Regions from separate parts of the Mus musculus genome. Here regions 2 and 3 are each linked to region 1. A link is a contact called in public HiChIP or PLAC-seq and promoter capture Hi-C data. All regions are on one chromosome and are shown on one strand. Each heading gives the region's core, a stretch centred on a gene start, on an enhancer-like site or on the middle of the called end of the contact. The rest is flanking DNA. Distances are from core to core; before and after follow the strand shown.

Evidence for each region. Promoter capture Hi-C pulls out the DNA fragments that hold promoters and counts their contacts. HiChIP or PLAC-seq counts read pairs in DNA pulled down with a chosen protein or histone mark.
Region 2: a contact with region 1 is called in an H3K4me3 HiChIP or PLAC-seq map of embryonic forebrain, with 3 times the contacts expected there. The contact joins the promoter of Fez1 here to the promoter of Srpr in region 1. A contact is called at or near these places in 4 of 39 promoter capture datasets (cranial neural crest, hippocampal neurons, liver and 1 more) and 2 of 115 datasets of contacts at active chromatin or transcription factors (astrocytes and embryonic forebrain).
Region 3: a promoter capture Hi-C map of pre-B cells shows a contact between it and region 1. The contact joins the promoter of Chek1 here to the promoter of Srpr in region 1. A contact is called at or near these places in 14 of 39 promoter capture datasets (the 3T3-L1 cell line, the C10 cell line, the HPC-7 cell line and 10 more), 1 of 484 Hi-C or Micro-C datasets (CD8 T cells), 14 of 115 datasets of contacts at active chromatin or transcription factors (acute myeloid leukemia, astrocytes, differentiating embryonic stem cells and 6 more) and 3 of 9 other capture datasets (adipose tissue, liver and macrophages).

What each region holds. Positions count from the first base shown.
Region 1 is chr9:35,209,338-35,213,675 of GRCm38.p6, forward strand. It overlaps Srpr (signal recognition particle receptor ('docking protein')), which reads left to right and starts at 1,866. Exons shown (of 14, transcript NM_026130.1): 1 at 1,866-2,068; 2 at 2,655-2,738; 3 at 3,011-3,174; 4 at 3,383-3,543; 5 at 3,793-3,949; 6 at 4,046-4,199. The coding sequence starts at 1,952. It overlaps Foxred1 (FAD-dependent oxidoreductase domain containing 1), which reads right to left and starts at 1,718. Exons shown (of 11, transcript NM_001291448.1): 1 at 1,470-1,718; 2 at 608-828; 3 at 79-192. The coding sequence starts at 1,554.
Region 2 is chr9:36,830,128-36,834,465 of GRCm38.p6, forward strand. It overlaps Fez1 (fasciculation and elongation protein zeta 1 (zygin I)), which reads left to right and starts at 2,613. Exons shown (of 10, transcript NM_183171.5): 1 at 2,613-2,784. It also overlaps the pseudogene Gm27219.
Region 3 is chr9:36,724,311-36,728,648 of GRCm38.p6, forward strand. Chek1 (checkpoint kinase 1) reads right to left here and starts at 2,348. Exons shown (of 13, transcript NM_007691.5): 1 at 2,253-2,348; 2 at 1,487-1,568. The coding sequence starts at 1,551.

The DNA.
Region 1 (4,338 bases), core at 616-3,115:
CCCCTTACCAGCTAGGCTACTGATCTCTGGGCTAAAGAAGGGACTCCCACCCCAGCCTTCAAATCTTACTGTACATACATTTATGTTCCGGAGAAAGTTGATTGAAAAGAGTGAGAGCTGGACATTCTCAGGCACGGAAAACTGCTGCCAAATCCCGCCCACAGAAGGCCCTGTGGAGGAAGCCCGTGAATACTGTGAAAAGAAAAACCGACGTAGACTGTCATGATGTAATATATAATGGAATCCTGCAATGGAAGCTGTCAGTTATACATTTAAATGCAAAGGGGAATCATTTTTCAAGGAGCAAGTATGGGTAAATGTTCTGGAGCACGTGTAATCGGAGCACTTGGGAGGCACAGAATGGAAAATGCTGAGTTCAGGGCCAGCTTCAGCCATATATTGAAACCCCATCTCCAAAGAGATTAAACAACAGTAGCAAAGTCTCTTCCCCTTCCCCAACAAAACAATGTTATTGCTGCGGGTCTTTGTTGAGGGAGGAAGAGCCTGGAACTATTTCTTAAGCTCCAAAGTCCAAAGCACAGTCCCTGCCCTCAATGCCACAGTCTGTGTCCTCAATAAGATGACTGCCCTTACTCCCTGACCTCACCGTGTGGTCCTGCTCCACCACCAGCACCCGAATGGCACCTCTTCTACTCTCCAGCTTCTTCAGCCAAAAGGCCACAGACAGACCAAGAATCCCACCTCCTATGATGACCACATCCGCCTGTTCTGGGGGCAGGTGGCTGGTGTCATACAGCACTTCATATTTCTTTCCAGGCAGGATGGAATCAACCTTCTTCTTAAAGTCAGACACCTTTGCATCCCAGTCTGCAGGACATAGTTACAGTTAGATGACTTATGTTCTTTTCTGCGTGGTTGGGGGTTGGAGGATGGGTACAGGAAAAGGGGGGCTGAAATAGGCATTTGGATTGCCACACCTCCAATGTCATCCTTTCTCATAAGATCAACTCATATGCAGCAGTATTGTTAGAACTTTGTTGTTTGGTCTTTGTCCCACCAGGCCCCAATATCATGGATCTCTAACACTGGAAGATTCAACTTCCTGAAATTACTTTCTGTTTCCCCATCAAGCGAGATGTGACTCACATTATTTAGCTCTTGCAGATCTCTCTCCCTCCTGAACCCCATTCTCAGATATGCCAGGCCCAGGGAACGAGTCCCTAGTATACTTCATACTGCACAGCCTTCTAAAGCCGGGCACCTTTGTAATGGTTTCTTATCCTTATCCATCATCGCCAGCAAGCTTCCATTTATATGGCATTGTCCACTGGGAAGTGCCTCCTTGAGAGCCATACACTTGCCTCGGCTCTTTGACCTTTAGTAGGCAAGCCTACCCCTTCCCCCAGCTAACTCGCTGTCCCGCCCGCACGAGGCAGGGGGTCGAACCTTGAAGGTCACATCTATGGAGGGTTTGGGCTCCCCAGAACCACTGCTGCCCTCAGCTTTACCCAGAGTAAAGCCTCCTTTGCGTGTGCGTAGCCCCCGGTATGGGAGGCCCGGGCCCAAGCCAAGACGCAGCGCTCTGCGAAACATGGCCTTAGAGCCCGGCTTCTTTCAGCTTGAGGTGGGTTCCCCTCAAGCCGACTCTGTCCTTCCTGTCATCGGTCCGCGCCACGGGGAATAGACACGAACGCGCCGATTAGCCGGCAGTGCTCTTCAGGCTCCACCCCTCCACGCTATAGGGGAGCTATCGCCTCTGGAGTCCCGCCCCTGTGTGCTATTGGTCAGGCTTGAGTCTACGTCATCTCGCGCGCCCTGAGCGGGAAAGGGGCGGGACCACGGAGGCTCGTAGCGGAAGTGCGGCTGAACCGGTTTCCGGGGGCTGCTGGTGTGACGTGTCCCGCGCTTGGCGCAGCAGGAAGCGGCGGCGGCGGACGCGGCCCGAGTTCCCGGCCCCGGTCTCGGCCTCAAGTCTTCTCCCGCTTCCGTCATGCTTGACTTCTTCACCATCTTCTCGAAGGGCGGGCTTGTGCTCTGGTGTTTCCAGGGCGTGAGCGACTCGTGCACCGGGCCCGTCAACGCGTTGATTCGTTCCGTACTGCTGCAGGTACCACCCCCGCGGGGCAGAACTCCGGGCTGTCGTCCCTCAGACCCAGACTGTGGTCCCCTTTCCAGTAGTCACTCCGCACTTTCCGTTCTGATCTCCTCAAACTGGTCGGTTACCGGCCACCCAGGATCGACTTCCTTGCCTGGATCACAGTATCCCGAAACTTTGCGACGCCCCCCACTCCTCCCGTTTCCGGGGCTCTAGCCACGTTCTGGCGTCCTAATGGACTCGAACTCCCTCTCCACTCATCCGAGCAGCGTGGTTTTCTGCTGTTTTGACGTTGGGTGAAACTGTGGATGCGAGAACACCTTTCAGGAACAGTAGATGGTTCACAGCTGCTAGAAGATCTGATTGTTTATATATGACTGTTTACTTCCTGGCTCCCACGTGTCCTGTCTCCTGTCCCAGCTTTACCCCTTGTCCTTACCTGGTGTCTGTCTGTCTGTCTTTTTTTCTCACGGGGTGCTAGAAATGTCCCAGAACTCCCTTGTTGAGGGCAGGATTATATCTGGTTATTTCCCAAACGTAGTCCAAAGTCTGGTTTTGCTGTGGATGTAGCCTGACTGCTGAAACGCTCTTTTTCCAGGAACGGGGCGGTAACAACTCTTTCACTCATGAGGCTCTCACACTCAAGTATAAACTGGACAACCAGTTTGAGCTGGTGTTTGTGGTAAGTGGGGGTATGTTAGAAAGACAAGTTATGTTCTCAACAGCATCCCCACTGATGAACCTAATTAATTGTGGGTATTGTGTATGTGATAAAGTGATAGAAAAAAGTTAGGAATGTGGAGGGGAGAAAGCAAGCGACTTCTGGGTAAGATTGTAAGCTTGGCTCTCCCGGGGCAGGAAACCTATCTCTGGAGGCTTGGGTTGAGTTGGCTTCCTTCCATTCTGGGCTGGCATGTAAGGAGATCTATTGGCTCCGTCTCCTTCCATAAACAGGTTGGCTTTCAGAAGATCCTCACGCTGACCTATGTAGACAAGTTGATAGATGATGTGCACCGACTGTTCCGGGATAAGTATCGCACAGAGATCCAACAACAGAGTGCTTTAAGTCTATTGAATGGCACATTTGATTTCCAAAATGACTTCCTGCGGCTCCTTCGGTGAGAGGCTTTCCTCCGTTCAAAGGGAAAATTTTCATGATTTAAGAGTGCCTGCCTGTCGGTGGCGCATCAATATTTACATGGGTTCAAACCAGTCACATTTTGTAGCTTGTTTCTTATAGTCCTTTTGATATGTGGGATCTTTTTCTTAAGTCAGAGTTGTCCTCTTGTATGGGTAGAAAGACCAACTAGTCTCTTTTCTCTTTAGTGAAGCAGAGGAGAGCAGTAAGATCCGTGCTCCCACTACCATGAAGAAATTTGAAGATTCTGAAAAAGCTAAGAAACCTGTGAGGTCCATGATTGAAACACGGGGGGAAAAGACCAAGGAAAAAGCAAAAAACAACAAAAAAAGGGGGGCCAAAAAGGAAGGTGTGTTTGAGTTTCCTGACCCTGCTAGGGCATACAAGATGTTAGCATAGTATTATAAAACTCTGTGGTACTCTTTGACATTGCTAGCCTCCTTTAACTTAATGCTCACCACCCTATCACTCCCTTGAGGCATTGTAGTCTCCAAGGTGTTTGGTCCAAGTTGCTCTTTAGGATTTGGAAGAACTGTAGTTATTACCTGGGTGGTTGGGATTTATGTTTCTTTTCCTCCAGTGAGGTTTCTTTTAACAGGTTCTGATGGCACTTTGGCTACTAGCAAAACAGCCCCTGCAGAAAAGTCAGGTCTCTCAGCGGGACCTGAGAATGGAGAACTTTCCAAAGAGGAGCTGATCCGTAGGAAGAGAGAGGAGTTCATTCAGAAGCATGGCAAGGGTCTGGACAAATCCAGGTCAGCACTGTTACCCTGTCTCTGGTGACTGTTACCCAGCTGTGCTGGGGCCAGGGGACTCTCCTCTCATGTTCCTTCCTATGTCATCCTTTGCAGTAAATCTACAAAGTCAGATACTCCAAAGGAGAAGGGCAAAAAAGCACCCCGGGTGTGGGAACTAGGTGGCTGTGCTAACAAGGAAGTCTTGGATTACAGTACTCCCACCACCAATGGAACTCCAGAGGCAGCCCTTTCTGAAGATATCAACTTGGTAAGATGCATAAAGGTCAGAGTGAAGATCACCATTGGCCAGAAATTGGGAAGGAAACATCTGGAGGGTATATCTGGATTTGAGAGAGGAATGAACTATATGTGGGTTTTTCTAAGGTCTCAAATAATGTTGCCAGGGT
Region 2 (4,338 bases), core at 1,363-3,862, 1.6 Mb after region 1:
TATGAATCTTGTGACTTTCAGGAGATTCCTGAGCCTTGGATATGTCATTTACTTCCTGAGTCTTAGCTTCCCTCTTTCCTTCAAGATGGAACCATACAAATCAGAGGAAATAGCTACACAACATCTCAGTCTTGGGAGGCTGAGACAAGAGGATTACTGTGGGTTTAAGGCATATTGTATAGTGCTTTCAAGGCCAGAATAGACTATAGTCTGAGATCCTGACTCTTAGGGAAGAAGGAAGGGAGAGAGGAAAGAGGGAAGGAGAAAGAGAGGGAGGGAGAGAGGGAGAAAGAGATTAAAGATAGAGATGGTCAGTCATAAAGGTGTCATACACCTTTAATCCTCAGGAGGCAAAGACAAAACAATCTCTGAGTTCAAGGACAGCCTGGTTTATATACTGAGTCCAACTAGAGATACACCATACCAACAGCAAGACTCCATCTCAAACAAACAACAACAACAACAACAACAACAAAGCACCTAAAACCAAAAAGAAAAAAAATATCATTACCAAATCTGTACTGAGTTTTCCTTCCTTGGCACATGTCACTATTTCAGCTGGTCTGTGTGTGTGCTGGCATCTAGACCACCAGTCCTCAGGAAGTGCTTTCAAATCCTCACAAAACCAGTAACAAAATAATTAACACTGAATATCAAATTCCAGGTGTTTTACATCATTTTGCATAATTTAATTTCCATGTAGCCCAGACTAGCCCTAAAGTTAAAAGAGTAAGTGTTTACTCCTGCTTTAGCATCCTGAGTGCCGGGTGTGCACACTTTTGCCACCATGCTCAGCTGGAACACTGGGGTTTGCAAAGACCAAACTCTTTCCCAAAGACCAAACTCTTTCTCAGTTCCAGTACTTTCCTCACAAGCCTCTCTCATACTCTGAATATTGCACATGGAGTCTTTTTTAAAAAGATGTATTATTTATTTTTGTAATAACTATGTGTTGATGTCTGAGTATATATATATATACCACTTGAGTTGCAGGGACACTTGGAAGCTAGAAGCAGGTGTTGAATCTCCTGGAATGGAATTTTGGCTTCTCAGCAGTTAGTGCTCTTCATTGCTGAACCATCTTTCTAGATCTAAGAAATAATTTCTAGGAGTTGAGAAGCATGCACAATAATTCCCAGCAGCACATAAAAACAAAACAAAACAAAAACAAAAAACAAAAAACAAGCCGTGGGTATGAAAGTACACATCTGTAGTCTCAGCACTCGGGAGGTGAAGGTGGAAATATCAGACGTTCAAGATCAACCCTTGACTACATGGTTTGAGCCCCCACCCCAACCTCCACTACACCTCGTACCACCATCACCAATCAAAACCAGCATAGAAAAGTGCATTAAAGCTTCTGCTAAGGAAGTAGCCAAGGGTCATAGCTCCTCCTCTCCTTCCTAGAAGTGCATTGCATGAGTTCACTCCCTTAATCTAACAACAGGCCTCGGAAGTGGGAGGTATAACCCTCATTATGTTGATGAAAACGTGAGCCGCAGCAAGGATAACTTTCCCAAGGTCACAAAACCACATGACGCCAGAAAAATAGGGTTTAGCATCTATTTCTTGTTTTGCGTGTGTGTGTATATAGGTGCAGTTGCCATAGTGCTCTTGTGGAGGTTGCAGGACAATGTTGTGGACTCAGTTCTCTTCTAGCACATTCATGGGAGTCCCCAGAGTCGGGTTCAGGTTTAGACAATGAGCACCTTTCACCTGCTGAGCTCTCATGACCACTTTTTTTTCTAACAAGAAAAACACCCTCATGTTTCTAATTACCAGGAGGGCAGAATGGCTAATACTTTTTCTAATTTCATCAGAGATGATGTCCCCCTGCCTTCCCTGCCCCTCATGATTGAACTGTTGTGATAAGAGTGCATAAATCAACATAGGGAAGACCCCCTTCACCTCCCGGCTGTCATTCTTGGTTTGGCCTAAAATCAGACAAAATTAGGAGGTGTCACCAGGCAGACATGCCTCTCTTGTGCTGTCTTTTCTCTTTTCTTTCTTTTTCTTTTCTTTTTTTTAAAACTACATTATTAGATTTTATATGAATAGCATCTCTAAGCACAGATTTACATACAGCACATCAACGTGTGAGGTGTAAAGTCTGAAGTCTTTCTATTCCTGGATCCCCCTCACTCAAATTTCTCACTTGCATTCCACAGTTTTGGATGACAAAATTATTCCCACCATCCAGCCCCCTCACCTTGGAGCTATGAACGACTTTGGAGTAAGGCGCACCTCTTGGCTTGTCCACTACAACCCCTAATAGAATAGGAAGGGCAGTCCAAAAAGTGCCAGAGGCTCTTTGAGTGTGTCTGTCAGTATCTGCCTGCCCATCTACTCCATTTGCCTGCATTTTTATACAAAACCTAGTGTTGGGCCATCTGAAGAATCCATATTGGTAGCGATTGCACGCCCCCATCTCGGAGCTTCTGAATATTCATGTGGGAAGCAGAAGGGCCAGTATCAAAGAAGGGAGGAACGGCAATTCATAAATATTAATAAAGGTAGGTCCACGTGCTCTAAGGAAGCTATGAGTGTTCACGACAGGATGACGTTCAGGCCCTGGGCGCGCCCGTTAGGCGGGTTCCCGAGTGCGGGCGCGCCTCCGGGAGCCCGGGCACGAGCGCGGGGACCAGGCGCAGCCGGAGCAGCGGGGGAGCGCTCGCTGGCTGGCTTGCCCGCTGACGTTGTGCTGCACCGGGCCACCTCTAGTCGGTGGTTGGGGATGTCTGGCTGAGCCCTGGGATCCGATTCCTTCCTCCAGGACCCGCTCAGGTGCGGTGGTGGGAAAGGCGATCTTAGTCTGGACTAGCCCCAGTCCTGGGGGCGGGTGTGTGTGTGTGTGGGGGGGGGGGGGGTCGAATTCGGGTGGTGAAGAAGACCAGAGGATTGGAGATTCTCTCATAGGATTCCTCGGGTATGCGCTACTCTCATCTCCTCTGGGTCTTTTCCTCAGAAGTAAAAAGAAGGGTTCGTGGGCCGTCGTCCTGGTCTTTCCCAGTCTTGCGGGAGCTCAAGCTCAAGGGCCCCGGAGTGGGTACTGGTAGCATCATCTCAGAGCATCGTGTGTGTGTGTGTGTGTGTGTGTGTGTGTGTGTGTGTGTGTGTGTGTGTGTGTTCATGTGCAACACAGTGCCGGGAAACCCTATCTGATGGTGCTGGAGCAATGTGGACTCCATATGTCATTCCAGGACCGTTATGTGTTCCGCTTATCTTAGGCGTCTCAAAATCATCTTTGTCCCTACGAATCTGATCCTGCAATCTACTTGTGCCCCTCCGCGGCGTGTGGAGCCTTCCTCAGACGGGGCATTCTCGCAGTGTCAGACCCTCTGGCTGCAGTCCTCTGGGAGCGATTGTTTTACTACACAGAGCAGGTTGGAGAAAGGACGAGTGTGACGAAAAGGAGTGTGCAGAGCCCGCCCTCATCCTTGGGGCCCAGGGTGCTGCAGAGCGGAGGTTCAGCTGAAGGGGTGTTATACAATCCGTTCTTCTTGCCCTCTTGTCTTTCCCTTTGCATCTTGTCTCCAAGTACGACTCACCCATCCCGGTGACCAGGTCTTATTTGGCAAAGGGAAGACAGTGGAGTATGAGCAGGGGCTGCGTGGGATGAGCCGTGCATCCTCAGAGTGCCAGCCATTGTGCTGCCTAGAAGAGCCTTTCTTTACTCCGACAGAAGAGGGAGAGGAGGTCTGAAATGGAGGTGAATGGAACAGAAGGGGGGGGGAGGGTACCGAGTCCGGTGAAGGGGTTGCTGAGCCATGTGCAAATGAGTATTTATTCTTTCTGGCAAAATGGACAGCTTATACTAGCCAGGTTTTGCAGAAGAGCAGTGGGAGTCTGGAAGTGGATAACAGAGGGCATTTTAAGGATCTATATGGGAATGGGAGGGGAAGCACAGAGTCAACTGGTCTACAGAACAAGTGATGGAAAGACCAGGGAGATGGGATGGCATGTGTGGAGGTGCAAAGAGGCCCAGCAGGGGAGGCACGATGAAATCTCCCTCTCATCCACCATGCATTCAGCTCAGTGAAGCAGACTGGGGACTTGTACTGCAGACCCAAGCTGCAGCTTCTGTACTGTTAGGCTGCAGGGAGAGGCTTTTTCCCATGTTTCCTTCCGAGTGTCTGTTGAGGACTGTGCGTTCCTCTTCTAAATTACACCACATATTTGGAGTCCTAATAAGTGGAATAGATTGTATGGAACACTTACACTATAGTCCTGGATTGTGTTCAATAATAAAAAGACGAGTTTCCCATGATCCCTCTCTGCCATTTTCACATATTTATTTATTTTGGAATCACAAAGAAGATGGCTATTCCTTTTATTAAC
Region 3 (4,338 bases), core at 1,098-3,597, 1.5 Mb after region 1:
GATACCTGAGGGGGGGCCTGGAGAGAAGGCTCAGCATGTAAGAGCACTTGCTTCAGACCTCAGCCGTTTCCAGCACCCACATGGTAGCTCACAATCATTTGTAATTTCCAGTTCTGGGGGAATCCCACACTTCTGGCCCTCTGTGGGCAAACACTCATCCATATTTTAAAAATGCATAAATCTTAAGAAAAAAAGCTTCAAAAAGTTAGATGTAACACACCCCAAACTATTCTTCCTTTCTTCATCAAGGAAAATGAAATGGCCTCTGCTATGTTCTCAGACGCATTGAGACAAATGTGAAGCATTGCCATTAATGCTCCAAGAAAGTCTTGGAAACTTGGAAACCTTGTGCTTGCAAGTTATCTAATAACTGACCATGCTTTGAAAGACAATAGCAAGTCTACAATACATCACATATACACATGATCTAGTAATACAACAGCATTACTTTACACTTATTAATCTCATGCATATATGCCTGAGCCAACTACTGAACACATCTTTAAGGTAAGAACCATTAATTCTATCATCAGATGAAGAAACAAAGGCACATAAAGCTTGCTCAAGAACACAAATACAGCCAGGCGTGGTGGCACATGCCTTTAATCCCAGCACTCGGGAGACAGAGGCAGGCGGATTTCTGAGTTCGAGGCCAGCCTGGTCTACAAAGTGAGCTCCAGGACAGCCAGGGCTATACAGAGAAACCCTGTCTCAAAAAACCAAAAAAAAAAAAAAAAGAACACAAATACAACCAGGATCAGCTGAGTGTGGAGATCTGAAATTAGGCAGGATGCCGCCAGGGTCTTTTCATTATCTCATTTAAAATTCTAAGACACATGATTTGTTAGGAAAACAATTCTTTTATAAAAGAAAATTTTATAAAAGTAAAATTAAAAAAAAAAAAGAAAGAAAAGAAATTGGACCGTCAAGCACAGGCTTGTCATACCTACCTGGGAGGCTACAGTGTACAAGTTCAAGGCCAACCTAGGCAATTTAACAAGATTTTGATCTGAACAAAAACAAATGTAAGAAGAAATTTGGTGTTTTACAGGCCTAGAAATGTAGCTCATGGCAGAGCATAAGCCCAGCATGAGTGATGCACTAGGTTCAATGTCTACCATCACAAAAGAGGAGGAACAGGTGTGGATGTGCTTCACTCACTCAGAGCCTTGATGTACAAATGCGAATATCCATGCTCTTTGCCACTTGAAATAAAGGACTTTTTTTAAAGTGTGTACTCAGACAACAGGTGGAAAACTAAAGCAAACAAACAGGTAATATTTAAATTAGGAAGACCATGGTAATGGCCAGGCAGGTTAAGCCTCTTGCTGTCAGGCCTAATGATCCCTCCAAACCTTCAACAGAACCAGCTCCTGCAAGTTGTCTTCTGACCTCCACAGGTGCACGCACCATAGCACGACAGACAGACAGACAGACAGACAGACACACACTGCAATAAAAAATTAAAATGAGGACTCAAACTTACTCTCCATAGGCACCTTCTCCCAAAGTTTGCACCAAATCCCAGTCTTCCACAAAAGGCACTGCCATGACTCCAAGCACAGCGACTGTAAAATGCAGGATCCCAGAAAATACTGGGGATGAGTGTAAACTCTCATCACCTGTAATGCCACTGAGCCATGTCTCCTGCTATGATTCCGCACGACTTTCTTTTCATCTTACATCTGAACCATATTTACCCACGTCATAATACTGAACTTGAACATTTTGTCCTGTTTATCACAAATCCTGTTTCCACGTTTGTCCTCCGTCCGCCTTTATGCAAAACTGAGCACTTGCTTGGCTCCAGGGTTGCAAGACAAGAGCTTTCGGGTGAATGATCCGGAAAGGGAGTTGCGGGCAGGTCAGGGTGCGGGGGTGGGGAGCAGCTGGGTGTAACTACGGTAATTACTGCCAGAGCAGCCCCTCCTCCCACCCGCTCACTTCCAATTCCCACCCCAACGGCACGTGTCCCCAGCACCGGGAGGGAACAGGGCGGGGCCAAGCCGCGGAGAGAAGCGGGAGGCAGGGACCCCTAGAGCCGGGAAAGCATGCGAACCCCGGAGCCTTACAATCGCTCTGGTCCCTTTATGCTGGAGAGCCACGGGCCACCCGCTCCAGCCCGGGCTCCGGGCGGCCCTCCCACCTCTCTGCTAGTCTGGACCACTCCCTCCCCGCGCCCGTCCACACTAAACAAGCCCTCTGGGTCCTTTGCTGGAGTTCTTTCCCACTGTTCAGGACGCCCTTCTCACCAAGCAGTCCTTTGCCAGCTGCCACAGGAATCCAAATGCACAGCTTTTCCCGCCAAAACCTGCTTGCGTCATGCTGTCGCAAAAGCGCACACCTCTGCCGTAAAGCGGGCCGGCGCGCGTTGTCCTATCCCAGGCTCTGCAGAGGAGCGACTTCAGTAGACCGACCGCGCAAGGACCCTTCCTTCTAATACTGGCTGAAATTCTGATGTGGCCGTAGTTAAGACACAAGCTGACCAGATTTGGTATTGACGACTGCTTTGGTGAGAACTGATCTCTGAGTCCGAATGAAATGGAAATGGCACGGGGCGTGTGCCACGCCTTACGTTGCTCCACAGAGGCACCGAAGCCTCCATCCAGACTGCGCCACCAGTTGGGCCAAGAACCCAGGTTCCCTGCCACTCAGAGCCTGCAAAGGCTGCACCGTTAAGTACGTAAACCGACCTGCTCTTGACCTCGGAGCCCCAGGGAGGAAGGCTCAAACTAAGCGACACAGAGTGCTCTGTAAACTCAATTGTGCCCCCCTTAGTATTCGAATTGAGAAGCTAGCAACTGCTGCTGGAATTCTGAAAAAAAAAAAAAAAAAAAACGAAGGAAAGCAAGTGTGGTGGTGCATGCTTGTAGACCTAGAACTTGGGAAGCGTAAGCAAGAAGATCTTGAGTTCAAGGCAATCCGAGTTATACAGGGTTAGTCTTACCAAAAAAAAAAAAAAAAAAACGAAGGGGAAAAAAAACCACATCGCCGCGGATGTGTGAGGGGAAAGTGCAGTGAGAGTCACCAATATTGCCTGAACAGGAGGCTCCAGAACCAGTTAAATCTTTTTTTTTTTTTTGGGGGGGGGGGGACACACGACTATTTGCCTGTACTAGCTTTCTTAAACAAGCACGGTGGCCCACCACACTATAGAGATAAAGCAGGAGATACCCAACCAAGATGCTCGCTTTCAAGAAAAAACAAACAGCAAAGTAGACTTAATGGTGACTCATCTATAACCTCAGTCTAGGGAGGTTGAGCCAGGGAAAGTGATTCAGGTTGGTCAGCCTGAGCCAAGGGTGTGTGAGTGTGTGTGATCTTATCTAAAAAAAAAAAAGGAGGTGGGTTGGGGAGCACAATCAATATTCCTTAACTAGGCTAGACTTATGGCATAATGGTAGAATGCCTGCCAAGCATACAAAAGTCTCATAATAGAGAAATGTCAATTCTAAGAAAAGGGACTTGGATACAAAAAATAAGGAAACAATGAAACCATGTGCTGGCTAGTCAAGTGCATTGCCTCTGAGCTACATCTCCAACTCCATGAAATCTAACCTGGAAATGTTTAAACTTAAACCATGTTATCAGTTTAGGGTTCGTGTAATTAAAAACAAGCTATTAGATTATTTCCATTTCTTTGTGATTTCCTGTGTATATTCTGAAATCTACAAGAGGTTGATTTAGTCTTTTTTTTTTTTTTTTTTTTTTGGTTTTTTGAGACAGGGTTTCTCTGTGTAGCCCTGGCTGTCCTGGAACTCACTCTGTAGACCGGCTGGCCTCGAACTCAGAAATTCACCTGCCTCTGCCTCCCAAGTGCTCTTAAATGGAATCTAGGTTCCTCTAGTCTTAAATGGAATCAATGTCTTATTTCCTGGAAAAGACACAGTATCAGAGTTCTGACTTGGAGAAGAGTGTGTATATGTGTGTGTGTGTGTGTGTGTGTGTGTGTGTGTGTTTATGTGTTTGTGTGTACACCTATACCAACAACAGGGAGGTGAATGTAGGAAGACCAGTTCAGGTTCACATTGGTTATATAGAAAGCTCAAAGATAACCTGGAATAAATTAAATACTGTCTCAAAACACCTAATGTGTCTGAATCGATTAAAAGAAAACTGTTCAGACACAGAGGAGTAACTGAAAGTGAAGAGAGGTGGGGAGTAGGAGGACTCATGATAAAACTCCCTAAAATTAGTTAGGAAGGAATAGTAGTGAAACGAGGCATAACACTTGCCTGTAATCACAGCACTTCGGAGGGAGATGGAGAAAGATCAGGAATTCAAAGCCACCCTAAATTTGAATCTAACCTAGGCTACATGAGACTGACTTTAAAGGAG